Regions from separate parts of the Sus scrofa genome. Here region 2 is linked to region 1. A link is a contact called in public HiChIP or PLAC-seq data. All regions are on one chromosome and are shown on one strand. The core of a region is the stretch at or near the end of the contact, and the rest is flanking DNA. Distances in the headings are between cores, read along the strand shown. Region 1 holds the start of SDHC (succinate dehydrogenase cytochrome b560 subunit, mitochondrial). Region 2 holds the start of NDUFS2 (NADH dehydrogenase [ubiquinone] iron-sulfur protein 2, mitochondrial).

Region 1 (6,975 bases), core at 2,991-5,490:
TTGCAGGTTCAATCCTTGGCCTCGCTCAGTGGGTTAAGGATCCGTTGTTGCCTTGAGCTGCAGTGTAGGTTGCAGACATGGTTCAGATCCTGCGTTGCTGTGGCTGTGGTATAGGCCAGCTGCTGCGCACCAATCCGACCCCTAGCCTGGGAACCTTCATATGCCACGGGTGCGGCCCTAAAAAGCAAACAAACAAACCAAACTCTTGGTGGTGTAGAAATACTCATTTGCTGAAAATGGATTTGACTTTGGGGGGTGGCGGGGAACAAAAACAAAAGTTATTCAAAGCCAAGCCTATGTGATCAAATTGAATAAAAACCATTTTTGGTCCAAAGCAAAATGTGACTATGAGTTTCTCTGTGCATGCCCTCTAAACTTGATCTGATGGTATGCCAAAATTTAGTTTCATAAATGTCTGAGATAATAGCAACACTGAAATATTTATATAACCTTGAAGGACATGATGAAGCACAATCATTCACACAGAAAAGTTCTGACTAATGGTATGAGCACCCAACTAACTGCAAAGCTACACTGTAAGTCATTCTTGATTTCCTTTCTCTTATCTCCCCCCTATTAATATGCAAGGCATCACCTGATCCTACCAGTACTACCTAAGAAACTTCAGTCAATTGTTTTAGTCCATAGTCTCTTTATTTCTCACTAGGATGACTATAACAGGAACTAATGAATTGATCTCCTAGCACCAATCTCTTCTCTATCATTCAAAATTACCAGAGTTAAAAGAAAAAAAAAAGGGGGGGGAGTTCCCATCATGGCTCAGCAGAAACGAATCCAACAGGAACCATCAGGCTGCAGGTTCGATCCCTGGCCTCGCTCAGAGGGTTAAGGAGCTGCTCAGTGGGTTAAGGATCCGGTGTTGCGGTGAGCTGTGGTGTAGGTCACAGACATGGCTTGGATCTGGCGTTGCTGTGGCTCTGGCAGGCCGGCAGCAACAGCTACAATTAGACTCCTAGCCTGGGAACCTCCACATGCTGTGGGTACAGTCCTAAAAAGACAAAAAAAAAAAAAAATTACCAGAGTTAACTTACTGAAAAATAAAGTTGATTTCATCGATCTTCTGTCTCAAAGTCTTTAACAGTTTCCCACTGCGTATAAGGTTCATACTGTGGTCAAACAAGGCCCTTCTCAACATGACCCCAATCCAACTCTCCAGGCCTATTCTCCCACAAGTTCTCTTCAGCCCTCTATACCTCTACTATGTTGAATGTTACATTTACTCCAGACAGCAAGCCCTCTTAAGACCATATGCCTTTGCTCAGGCTATTCTCTGAATGGACCACCCTCACAGCCTCAAAAACTCATCCTTTAAGACCCAACAACCCCTAAATGCTAACTTTGTCACCCCTTTAGCCTTACATGCTACACCTGTCATGCTCCCATACATGACAGATGTTCATGTCTCTAAATCAACATTATGTTGGTGTGCCCGATGTGGCACAATGGGATTGGCAGCATCTCAGAAGTGCTGGGACACAGGTTGAATCCCCAGCCTGGCACAGAGGGTTAAGGATTAAGGATCTGGCGTTGCTGCAGCTGCAGCTTGGGTTGCAACTATGGCTAGGATCTGATTCCTGGTCTGGAAACTCCATATGCCAAGGGGCAGCCAAAAAAGTGTGTGTGTGGGGGAATCACATGATGCTGCTTAATAATTAATCTATCTCCTTTGCTAAACTTTGAGCTCCTCAAAAACTGGCTGGAATACTCTGCATCCATAGCATCTATTATATGACATGTAGAATGTACTAGAGGCTCAAAAAAATGCTTTGTGAATAAGTATACTTATTTTAAAAAGCAGTCTTAGGGAGTTCCCGTCGTGGCGCAGTGGTTAACGAATCTGACTAGGAACCATGAGGTTGCGGGTTCGGTCCCTGCCCTTGCTCAGTGGGTTAACGATCTGGCGTTGCCGTGAGCTGAGGTGTAGGTTGCAGAAACGGCTCAGATCCCTCGTTGCTGTGGCTCTGGCGTAGGCCAGTGGCTACAGCTCTGATTCGACCCCTAGCCTGGGAACCTCCATATGCCGCGGGAGCGGCCCAAGAAATAGCAACAACAACAAAAAAGACAAAAAGACCAAAAAAAAAAAAAAAAAAAAGCAGTCTTAGGAATTCAGAATTAAGCCTTATTTTTAGAGGGTGTTTCAGATGTAGCATTTAATATGACAAGCAATGTCCAGAAGGCTAATGACTCCTGGTGGCTTTGTGCTTAAGCTGCATGAACATTACTAGGTAGAAGCCTAGCCGTTCTTAGCTGAGTTCTTTATCTCCAAATTGATTTTGGTGAATCATTCCTTGCTAAATGCCAATGGAGTTTGTGCTACTCAGGTGGTTATTCATCCCTAGAGAGGCTGTGAACAGTTTAGGGAGTATATAAAATACAGAGCACTGTTCAAAAGCCATGACATACTATTCGGTGATAACTAATAATTTTTGTTAACCTAGCATTAAAAATGTTTAGCCAGCAGTTCCCGCTGTGGTGTAAGGGGATTGGCAGTGTCTGAAGTGCTGGGACTCAGTTTGAGCCCCAGCCTGGCAAAGTGGGTTAAAGATCCGGCGTCGCCACAGCCGCGGCATGGCTCAGACCCCTAGCCAGGGAACTCCTTATGCCTCAGGCCGGCCAAAAAAGAAAAAAACTAATGTTCAGTCATGATTTCTCTTACGTAGGTTTACGTTATTACTATTTTCATTCACAAATGAAGAAACCACAATCATGTAATCAACAACCTCAACTTGTCCAAAAGAATGGAACTAGTGATATTACTGAACTAGAAACCAGCTCCTAGGGTTCCTTAGAAGGTATTTTCCTTTGAGGTTAAATCAGCACATTATAAAAGCTCCAAATTCCTCTAGAGAACTAGAATTAGGCCCATAACTTCCATCAAGAAAAAAATGTTTTTAATCCCTTATTTCATCATGAAACTTCTAAAACGAACTGTTACAGACCCAACATGATTATTTCAAGCATGTTAATTCCACCAAAAAGCCTGTGACATCTAAATTATGATATATCAAAGAAATCAAAAGTACTCAATTACGGTCAAACTACTTGTAACAAAGAACGCAGTCTGGGAAGACTAACTCCGGCAGACTTTACGAAAAAAAAGACACATCTGTAGATAAGAGGCAGGTAGCAAAATGAAGGATTAAGATACTGATCCCTGCTCTCAACTCCAAGAGGAATCATTTTGTCACAGAGAAAACCTAAATAAAGTCTGTCTATTTTTATACTGCATGACTGAAGTGGAAAGAGAAATGAGAAGGCATTTGGGGAAATCAGAAATTAAATCTCAACAGCATTAAAGCTAACTTTCCATAACAAAATAGTTTCCAAAAATAGTGCTGGCACGAAACTATGCTGGGATTTGTACCAAGAGTGTCTAAAGTCACTAAAGTTGCTATGGCTAGAAAAGCTCTGAGCAGAAGAGGAGGCCTTGTATACAGTGGACAGTTCAGAATGGAAAAAAAATCTAGGCTATTTCTGTGGACGAGGTGACACTGTAGAGGAAAAACGGAGTCATCCATTTCCTCCACCTCCCAACTCAAAAAATAAACTAAAATTTAATTTCCTGGCTGCTGTGGGGTAGCAGAGCGACCACTATTGGCGCTACTGCTAAACGCAGCCGGGTAGGGGTCCAGGACTCTTGCACTCTCTGCCAGGGCCCCTTTACGAAACTGGGCAGTACCCACTCATCGCCAGCAACTGGTGTCTGCAGGAGTAGACGCAAAGGCAAAGTACACCAAGATCCCTCACCTCGAAGCCCAATCCCTAAACAAGAGAAGTCAGCTATTTACTTTCTCGGAGCTCGTCTCTGGCTGCGGCACTGTGAGCAATTTGGGAAAAAGAAGTACGAAAAGTGGGAAAAGTAGAAAGGGCGAGAGCCCAGCCACCCATCTGTAAGGAGTAAGGAAAAGATAATCGGCCAGTGACCCTGAAGCCCTACAGGGTTCACAGGAGCGGCTGGGGGAGGGGAGGGTCTCTAGGATTCCAGGGCGCGTGACCTCCACCCACGGGTCCCCTCCTTGCCCAGACACGGGGTAAACAGCTGTCAGCAAGACGTGAGGGTCCAGGGCAGAGCTCCAAAGGGCCGCCGGCACTGACTCCCAGCCCCACACTAAAGTCACCTCAACAAGAGCGCAGCCATCTTGGGTTCCGGCCTGGACGGAAGTGACGCCAGACAGCCTCACCACTCTGGTGAGGGGAGGGGTAGTGGGCGGGGGCTTCTGTCACGTGAGTACACTGGCTCTTTAAGAGGATTGGCAGCTTCTCTGGCTCAGCCCAAATCAGACTCTGCTGATTATTTCTGGCTCAGCTCAGTTCAGCCTCTTTGCTGATATATATATATATTTTTTTTTTTGCTCAATTGGTCTCCGCCCCTGCCTCTCAGCGGACTTCTACCGTAAAGTACCAAGGCTTTCGCAAAATTGCCGCCGGCTCAGATTCTGCAGACTGCGTTTCACCTGCGGACACATTCATTTTGTTTAGCACCACAAAGCAGAGGACTTGCCCACCTTCTTCCCTGAGGATATCTCAGCCTAGTTTCACTTCCTACTCCTCCCAGGTAGGACTGAAAATGTCTGGGTAAGGGCAACTGAGACACCCAGGGAAAAAGATGCTTAGGCTCCTTCCCATTCTTAAGTGAACCTTCACCAATACAGAGATACAATGCAGAAGGTCCGTGGGAGAAAGAACCTCGAAGACCACCATTCCCAAGGACTGGGAACCTCCTCTCACCACTTCGATTAGTTTTATGCCTCACAACGACTGGGCTTGAGCTGCCACAAGGGCTAGCCGCCCACCAACCAAAGACAAGGCTCCCTTTTCCTTCTTTCAGGGCTATGTGGGTGACACCCACTGCCAGAAGAACCTGGGGTGGGGTGGGGAGAACTTACTTTGATTTGTATACATAAAAACAGTTTTGAGGGATCCAAACACAGCAGTCACTTCCAGAGCACTTAGGACTTAAAGGGATAAAACAAGCAAGTGGAAAGAAATGGAAGAGCACAAAAGTTCTTGAGCCTCTTTTGAGGAGGGAGGGTGAGGAGGAGTGAAGGAGACAGCCCAGGGCAACTCCTGTTCTACAATAAAACATATTAATTACATTAATATTCAGATCTCATTTATATTTAGCACTCCTGCACTTTTCCTTTCAGGGCTTAAATAGCACAGATTCACTTGCTTCTGCATTAAATGAAAGTACTGTTTTGCATGTAATGCTGGCCAAAAAAAAGCACTTTAAAAAACTTCTGGATCGGAAGAAAGCTTAGAGACTCTCTGACCTGGATTTTCTAACCAGTTCAGGAATCTCCTCTGCAACATTACTGACAGCTGATCTTCACGACTGCTCTAACACATTCAATAATGGATACCTCAAAAAACAAGTTTCAGGAATTCCCGTTGTGGTTCAGTGGATAAGGAATCAGATGAGGAACCACGAGGTTTCAGGTTCCATCCCTGGCCTCGATCAGTGGGTTAAGGATCCCGTGTTGCTGTGAGCTGTGGTATAGATGGCAGACTCGCTCAGATCCTGCATTGCTGTGTCTGTGGCGTAGGCTGGCGGCTACAGCTCCAATTAGACCCCTAGCCTGGGAACCTCCACATGCCGAAGGTGCGGCCCTAAAAAGACAAAAAACAAAAAGTTTCATTTAGTAAACAATTTCGTCATGGAAATTATGTTAAAATACAGTTTTTTGGCATTCCCTGGTGGCCCAGCAGTTAAGGATCTGGCATTGTCACTGACATGGCTTAGGTCACTGCTGTGGTGGGAGTTTCATTCCTGACCACTTCAGGCTTAGCCAAAAATAAATTTAAAAAATAAAATTAATTAATTAAATAAAATACAGTTCTTTGCTATTGAACTTCTAGTCATTGATCCTACTCTGGCCTTCTTTATTTTTATTATTTTTTTTTTTTTGTCTTTTGTTGCTGTTGTTGTTGCTATTTCTTGGGCTGCTCCCGCGGCATATGGAGGTTCCCAGGCTAGGGGTTGAATCGGAGCTGTAGCCACCGGCCTACACCAGAGCCACAGCAACTCGGGATCCGAGCCACGTCTGTAACCTACACCACAGCTCATGGCAACGCCGGATCGTTAACCCACTGAGCAAGGGCAGGGACCGAACCCGCAACCTCATGGTTCCTAGTCAGATTCGTTAACCACTGCGCCACGACGGGAACTCCTACTCTGGCCTTCTGAAACTTCACATTAACAAACCTAATGAATGCCTCTTTCACTTAGCTCTTTAAATAATTTCACTTAACATACGTGGTACTGACTTTTTGCCAGAGTCTGTGAAGGTGCTTTAGGGGATTCAAAGATACAAACTTGTATATTCTCAAGAGGTTTATAACCTTAGGATCAGTAGAAAAAGAAAGAAGTACAACAAAAAAATTAGCAACTCAGAAATCTCATCATGGCTCAGCAGTAATGAACCCCACTACTATCCATGAGGACGAGGGTTCAATCCCTGGCCTCACTCAATCCCTGGTGTAGCCATGAGCTGTGGTGTAGGCTGGCAGCTACAGCTCTGATTCGCCTGGGAACTTCCATATGCTGTGGGTGTGGCCCTAAAAAGACACACACACACACACACACACACACACACACACCACCAACTTATGAAAGGGGTATCAGGAAAGGGGTGGGGGATAAAAGGAGAAAGTGATTACAACTGGAGAGATGGAGTTAAGCAGGGATTTTGACTACAACATACTATAAACATTTATTGATAATGGTGATTTTGCCTGTGGAGTTTATGATCAAGCCCCATTTTTTTTTTTTTTTTTTTTTTTTTTTTTTTTTTTTTTTGCTATTTCTTGGGCCGCTCCCACAGCATATGGAGGTTCCCAGGCTAGGGGTCTAATTGGAGCTGTAGCCACCGGCCTACACCAGAGCCACAGCAACGCGGGATCCGAGCCACGTCTGTAACCTACACCACAGCTCATGGCAACGCCGGATCGTTA
Region 2 (6,807 bases), core at 4,112-6,611, 88 kb after region 1:
GTTTCACAACTGGCTCACAAAATTCCTGAAAATTTAACAGTCTGTTCTTGACAGCCTGTATGAGCTGTCTCCAGCACACCCAATGCCAACTAAGCCTTCTGGGCCAAGCGACGCCCCTGTCAAAGAACGCCTCTCTGAGATATTGATGGAGAAAAGTAATCAGTCCTAGGAGGATATTAAGAAATAGCACCAAGACGGATGGGGTTTGTTTCTGTGGGAACAGTCAGGTAGAAACAGTTCTTCCCCGGAATACCAAGAAAGCTAAGTCCCAGCTGTCTGCTGAAGCAGCTTCAGCTTCCAGGAAGGAGGCGGGGCTAAGATGCCTCTATTTGGGACAGCCAGTTCTTGTCCTGATGTCACTGTGACGTGGGATAATGCTACGACGGTTAACTCCAGGGACTCCAAGAGTCACCACCATCGCCTGGAATCTCTGGGGAAATCACATTCTAGTCACTGGGTTCTAAATCCTAAGCCCATCATCCTCTGTTATCAAGACCTTTCTTCATGACAGTAAGAAAAAAACTCCAGATCCAATTTCTGCAAATCTGACCCTTACTACTTGGGTCAAGGAGTTCTCCCAATAACGGCAAACTCTGTCACGAACTCCCTCCTGGTCATTCTGACTCACTGAGTATTTCGAAAACAACCTTAGACAGCTGGAAGATACCAGAATCAGTTCTTAATCCTAAGGAGCTGACGTCTCCCCCACTTTCCCTGACCCCAGGGACATCAGCTTTGATGTGCTAGTATGATATAAGAGCAGGGAAACTGAGGCACTAGAGTAAGGGTAAAAGGGCCAGCCAAAAGTCAGCCAGAGAAAAGCTGGGAGTGTAGCTGTGGATCCAAAACATTTCTTTTTTTCTTTCTTTCTTTTTTTTTTTGCTATCTTAGGGCTGCACTGACGGCATTTGGAGGTTCCCAGGCTAGGGGTCCAATCAGAGCTGTAGCCACCAGCCTACACCACAGCCACAGCAACTCAGGATCCAAGCCGTGTCTTCGACCTATACCACAGCTCATGGCAACGTCAGATCCGTAACCCACTAAGCAAGGCCAGGGATCGAACCTGTATCCTCATGGATCCTGGTCAGGTTTGTTAACCCCTGAGCCATGAAGGGAACACCTTCAAAGCATTTTGTTGGATAAACCAAACCTGGATGACTTAAGTCAAGCATCTCTTGCCACATCCCTTCATCCTCCCAACCAAAACTATCATTATAACCTTGGTTTATACAACTCCCCCTCAACACCCTCCTCCCCTGAGGTTTTGGGTCAGCAAACTGGCAAAGTCCCAGGCTAAAGTATCCCCAGGTCCTGTCGATAGGCCCTTGTTCACCCTCCACACCTGCAGATAGGTCTTGTATTCAATGAGCTTCTCAGTGCCTCGGTGCAGCAGCCCAATGTGAGGATCGCACTTCCGCACCATCTCCCCACTCAGTTCCATCACTAGCCGCAGGACTCCATGGGCTGCTGGGTGCTGGGGCCCAAAGTTCAGGGTTAGGTTCGACACCAATGTGTCCTTTGGAGGGTCCACATCTGAGAGAAGTGGGAAATAGTTGGGCCAATAGTAATTCCCTTGAGATCCCCCAAGAGACAACAAGAAGTCAGCATTTCCATATAAACATTCCATCTCACCATTCCATACTCTGACAATTTCCTAATCTTTTTTTTTTTTTTTAATTTTAAGGACTGCACTGTGGCATAAAGAAGTTCCCAGGGTAGGGGTTGAATCAGAGCTGCAGCTGAGGCCTACACCACAGCCATAGCAACACCAAATCTGAGCCTCATCTGTGAACTACACCGCAGCTTGCAGCAATGCCGGATCCTTAACCCACTAAGCAAGGCCAGAGATCAAACCCGTATCATCATGGCTACTAGTCGGGCTCTTAACACACTGAGCCAAAAGGGGAAATCCCCAATTCCTTAATCTTTAACATAACCAGGAAGAAGACCATTAGATGGGAAAAAGGGAAGGGAGATCTAAACTTTCTTTTTTTCTTTTTCTTTTCTTTCTTTTTTTTGCTTTTTTTTTTTTTTTTTTTTTTTTGCTTTTTAGGGCCGCATTGGCAGCATATGGAGATTCCCACGCTAGGGGTTGAATCAGAGCTACAGCTGCCGGCCTACACCGCAGCCACAGCAACACCAGATCCACAGTTCACGGGGATGCCAGATACTTAACCCACTGAGCAAGGCCAGGGAACAAACCCTCATCCTCAAGGATTCTAGTCAGGCTCATTAACCACTGAGCCACAACGGGAACTCCAGATCCAAACTTTCTGATGAGAGAAACCAGCAATCTCACCCTCTCCATGTCTCCCAAAATACTTTTAAATATATACATATATATCAGTCCCTAATATATGCACTACTCTAAGCATTTATTTTAATTAATTTTCTCAAAAACCATATGAGTAGTTGATTCTATCATTATCCTCATCTTATTGGAGAACTTGAGGCCAGAAAGGATACATGAATTCTCACAGAGTTAGTTAGGTGGCAGAGCCATAATTTAACTTGGCCTGGTCAGCTCCAGACTCCACACCCTTAACCACTAAAATACACTGCTCTCCAGATGTATCTGATGAATGACCAACTGATCAGAAAATGTATACTTAATTCTTACTGTTGCTCAATGACAGTTTTTACCCTTAAGAGGCTTACAATTTAATTTGGGAAATAAGCACATGTGAGAACTAGCAAAACATGAAATTTACAAGTTGCCAAGTAAGTTTAACCCTTAAGTACTTAAAGGAAGGAAAGAACACTGTGAAAACCTCATGGACACAAGATCATGGATACAGGGAATGATTCAGACAGGCAGAGAGAAGAGGCATCCCAGGCTATGGAATGAACACAGGTCAAATCTTAGAAACAAGGAAGTAAGTATCTGTGGAACTCTTATCTGCCAAGAGACAGAAGATTAGTGTTGGCAGGCAGTAGGGGGTAGTGGTTCAATTATCAGTATTTTTATTAATGACACTTACGGAGGACTTAGCAACAGGCCAGTCACTACACTAAGTGGTTTATGTTACTAGCATCTCATTCAATCCTTACAATAATGCTATATAGTAGGTGCCTTATTCATTGGTAAATGGACTCTCAAACCAGAGTCTACCTTTGCAACCAAAATTCTCCTCCACAATCTTTGGAGTCAGACCTGTGTACAAATCCACCTATGTCACTGATCACGTTTTAATCTCCCTACACCATCATTTCCTCAAAATTGGGATAATGTTTGTATCACTCTCATAGAGTTGTTGTAAAGACTAAGTGAAATAAACAAAAACACTTAGCATATGGTTAACTACTAAGCTGTTGTTACAGTTAAATTTTTGAAAGGTAACTGGAAGTGCCTTTGAAGGTTTTTGAACAAAAGAATGAATGCCATGGTAAAATGATGCTTGGGGAAGATGAAGGCAATGACATTGTATAGGATAGTTGGAGGGAGACAAGATCAGTGGCAGGAACACAGCAAAGAGACTCCTAAAATAATCACAGTCTAATACAAAACAAATCTGAACAAGAAAGCAAGAAAGGGAGATAACCAGATATATAATGTTATTAAAGAATTTGCAAAAAAAAAAAAAGAATTTGCATGGTTTGGTGACTTACTGGACATAGATATAGAGGGCAAAAGAGAAGAAAGAGCCACAGATAGATGATTAAAAAGTTTCAATCCTGAAGGATTAGGAGAATGGAGGAGTCACTGATCAAAATTTAAAATCACAGGAGTTCCTGTTGTGGCTCAGAGTGTTAAAAACCCAACATGGTGTCCATGAGGATGCAGGTTCAATCCCTGGCCTCCCTCCTTGGGTTAAGGATCCAGCATTGCCACAAGCTGCTGAAACCCGCAGCATAGGTCGCAGATGCATCTTGGATCCTGTGTTGCTGTGGCTGCAGCTGATTCGAACCCTAGCCCAGGAACTTCCATATAAGGAAAAAAAAAATCATGAGGAAGAGCTAGTTTTGATGGGGAAAAATGTATTGTATTCCGTCGGGTTCCATTTGGGTGCCAGTGGGAAAATCACCTTGTCTAGAGGGAGGTGTCTAGGGGAGACTGAACCTCTGGAAAAAGGTGAAGCTAAAGATACAGATTTGGTAGGAACCTTCAAGGGTTTGATGGGACCTATTTGTTCTTTTCTCCTGAAATGTCATATTTGACAAATAACTTCTATTATCACTCTTACCATGTTTGCTGAGTTGCGAGGTTAAAGTAAAAAGGACTGGGGCTAAAATTTGCCTAAAACAGAGCTCAAAAGCACTTACGCGTCAGCTTGGGGACAGAGAGGGGTATGGGTTGAGACTGTGGCTCTGGGCACTTACCATTCCAAGGTGGAGGTTTCCAGTGGGCTGTTTCCTTAGTGGGGTACATGACAGCTCCCCCAAACTGCTCTGCCCATTCCACATCTGGCTGCCATTGCCGAGCCCCTCTGGAGAGGTAATAACAGATCCTAGACAAAGGGCCTGACAGGTGCTTGGTTCCTCTGTTCCCATCACTTTCAAGTGGGCCCAGGGAAGGGTGTCTTGGATTCTTCAATGCCAAGTCACTGGCAAAGAGTTATGTAGCTTTGGCAGAGCAAGCTGGAACTCCAGAGATTCTACTCTTACTAAAAACTTATTCCCAGAATCACTTCACCCATAATCCCTGTGCATGCAAAGTTAGGGTTCCCAGCTCCTTTAAATTCTGGCCATATTCATATTCCCATCCTGGTAAAAATGGTGTTTATTCAAGGTCAACCAAAGAGTAGGAATAGAAAGGGGGGTAGGGCATGCTGGCTCCTTGGCTCTGTTCAAGTATGGTGAGAGTGATGCACTGGTGCCAACCCGCGGTTCTTGGTTTATGCTACTCCTTTAAGACCATCAGAGGTGCTTTCCTCTTCTTCCACAGCACCTAAGGAGCCTTCTCACCAGTCGCAGCCCACCCCTGATGGGGTTTGCGAAAAGCAGTAGCACAAAAAGGGGAGAGTGACATTATCACTAACGCTGAAGGGCAGAGTCTCCCTCCAACTGATTTCACTCCTGGCACACGGAGCTCAAGACTCTCTTTCCTCCCTCGGACAGAACAGGTGCCGCTGGATCCTGGAGCCCGAGAGAGCAGGCCTGGGCGAAGGGTCACGGGCCTGGGTCATTCTTTCCTAAGGGGTCACAGGGCCCGCGGACTCCCCAAACTCGGGAAACCCTAGCCCTGGGGACGGCGTATCGAGGGCTTCCCTTGGTCTCACCTGCTAGGCTGAATCGGTAGTCGGGCCCCAGCCCCGGGCCGCAGCACCTGGGCCGCGACGCCCCGGAGGCTGCACAGTGCTCTGAGCGCCGCCATCTTGCCCCGCCACAGACTGCGGAAAGGAGAACCGGGCGGAAGTGCTTCGCGCGCGCCTCCTCGTGGGCTTCTCGCCCATTCGCACAACGCAGCGGCCCTCTTGGAAGCTGGCGGGGTCGCAGGACAGCCAACCTGAGGACATCCGGGTTCTGCACCTGGGCTTCATTTTCGCCTAAATACCCATGGCTGAGGACGATGCTTTCCACCTCTCCTGACTGGCCCTTCTAAGTTCCAGCCGCGGGCTATAGCTCCCTCTATGCTCCCTCGCCAATCTGTCTGCGCGCCTCGGAAAGTGCCCTACCTCCCTCCCGGGGCTGGGCACACACTCTCTTAGGGGCTCTTACCCTCTCCCCTCCTGGGCTGCCTAGCTGCTGTAGCCCTACCCTTCTGGGGTTGCTCCAGGCTTTGCCAATTCCCTCCCTAGCCCCGAATCCAAAGGACTTGGAGCAAAAAAAGCCAGCCAATTTCCAGATGGCCTAAATGGGTTAGGGGAAAGGGGCTCCAGTAGGGCTGGGCGGGTCTGAGAGCTCTGGCCAAACCAAAATGAAAAAAGAGTAGGACGCCAAGGCCACTAGCATTGGAATGGGCTGCTGGAGTGTGTAGGAGCCACCTCACCCCAGCTGAGGAGGGGAGGTCCCTTATGGGTGATCCTGACATCTGCAGGGCTTCCAGAAGCTCCAGAATTACAGACCCAGGAAGTGCCCTTAGCGATGCCTCATACCTGACTTCTATCCCAGTCAGACTCTTTTACCTCACATCTTTCTGACTCAGTCTCAGTCCTGGCCAAGAGCATAGAAAAGTAGTACCACCAGCAGTCTGATCCCAATTCTATGTGGAAGAGACAAAGAAGAGTTTTCCAACTTTGGAGCAGGTTCCTGTTCTTTCTGCTTCCAAAGCCAGCTCCGGCTGGGCCACCCATTGAGTTCTGCACATCCCTCCCACTTGGGGCCTGGAAAGAGGCCTTCCCGAGATCTCCCCGAGACAGCGTCCCTGGGCCACAGCCCACCAGCAGTGCAGCAGTGTAGCAGGGTGAGGCAAACAGGCCAGGAGAATGGCAGAGACAGGGAATTCTTAGCTACACGGAAAGGGGAAAGCCAGACTTCCAGCCTGGGAGTTGACCTAATGGGAACTGTACCAAAGGGTGGGGCCATATCCCTGGCTGTGAGAACTGACTGGGACCTGGGCAGACTGGCAGACCCCATAGAGCCAGGCAGAGGCTCTTCGTCTCTGCCTCCCTCATTCCCCACCCTCTCCCTGGGCCTTCTTTCCCTATATAGCTAAAACAATGAATGTGGTGATCGTGAGAGAGGACAATGTGGGGGACTGCATTTATTTGCCCTAATCCAGCCTAGAAGTCAGGGTAGACTCTGGGCTGCTCGGCCCTGGGGGCAACTGGAGTTGGAACTAGGGTGAGGGATCCTGGGGCGGGGGGGCTGCCTAGGACACTGCATCTTTTGTGCCTGTTCCCTGCTGCCAATACCCCCCACACACAC

Evidence for each region. HiChIP or PLAC-seq counts read pairs in DNA pulled down with a chosen protein or histone mark.
Region 2: an H3K27ac HiChIP or PLAC-seq map of skeletal muscle shows a contact between it and region 1. The contact joins the promoter of NDUFS2 here to the promoter of SDHC in region 1. A contact is called at or near these places in 2 of 5 promoter capture datasets (fetal liver and liver), 2 of 47 Hi-C or Micro-C datasets (epiblast stem cells and skeletal muscle) and 2 of 2 datasets of contacts at active chromatin or transcription factors (alveolar macrophages and skeletal muscle).

The regions. Positions count from the first base shown.
Region 1 is chr4:89,164,924-89,171,898 of Sscrofa11.1, forward strand. SDHC (succinate dehydrogenase cytochrome b560 subunit, mitochondrial) reads right to left here and starts at 4,241. Exons shown (of 6, transcript XM_003125659.6): 1 at 4,140-4,241. The coding sequence starts at 4,159.
Region 2 is chr4:89,251,729-89,258,535 of Sscrofa11.1, forward strand. NDUFS2 (NADH dehydrogenase [ubiquinone] iron-sulfur protein 2, mitochondrial) reads right to left here and starts at 5,362. Exons shown (of 14, transcript XM_005663166.3): 1 at 5,220-5,362; 2 at 4,321-4,427; 3 at 1,343-1,572. The coding sequence starts at 5,314.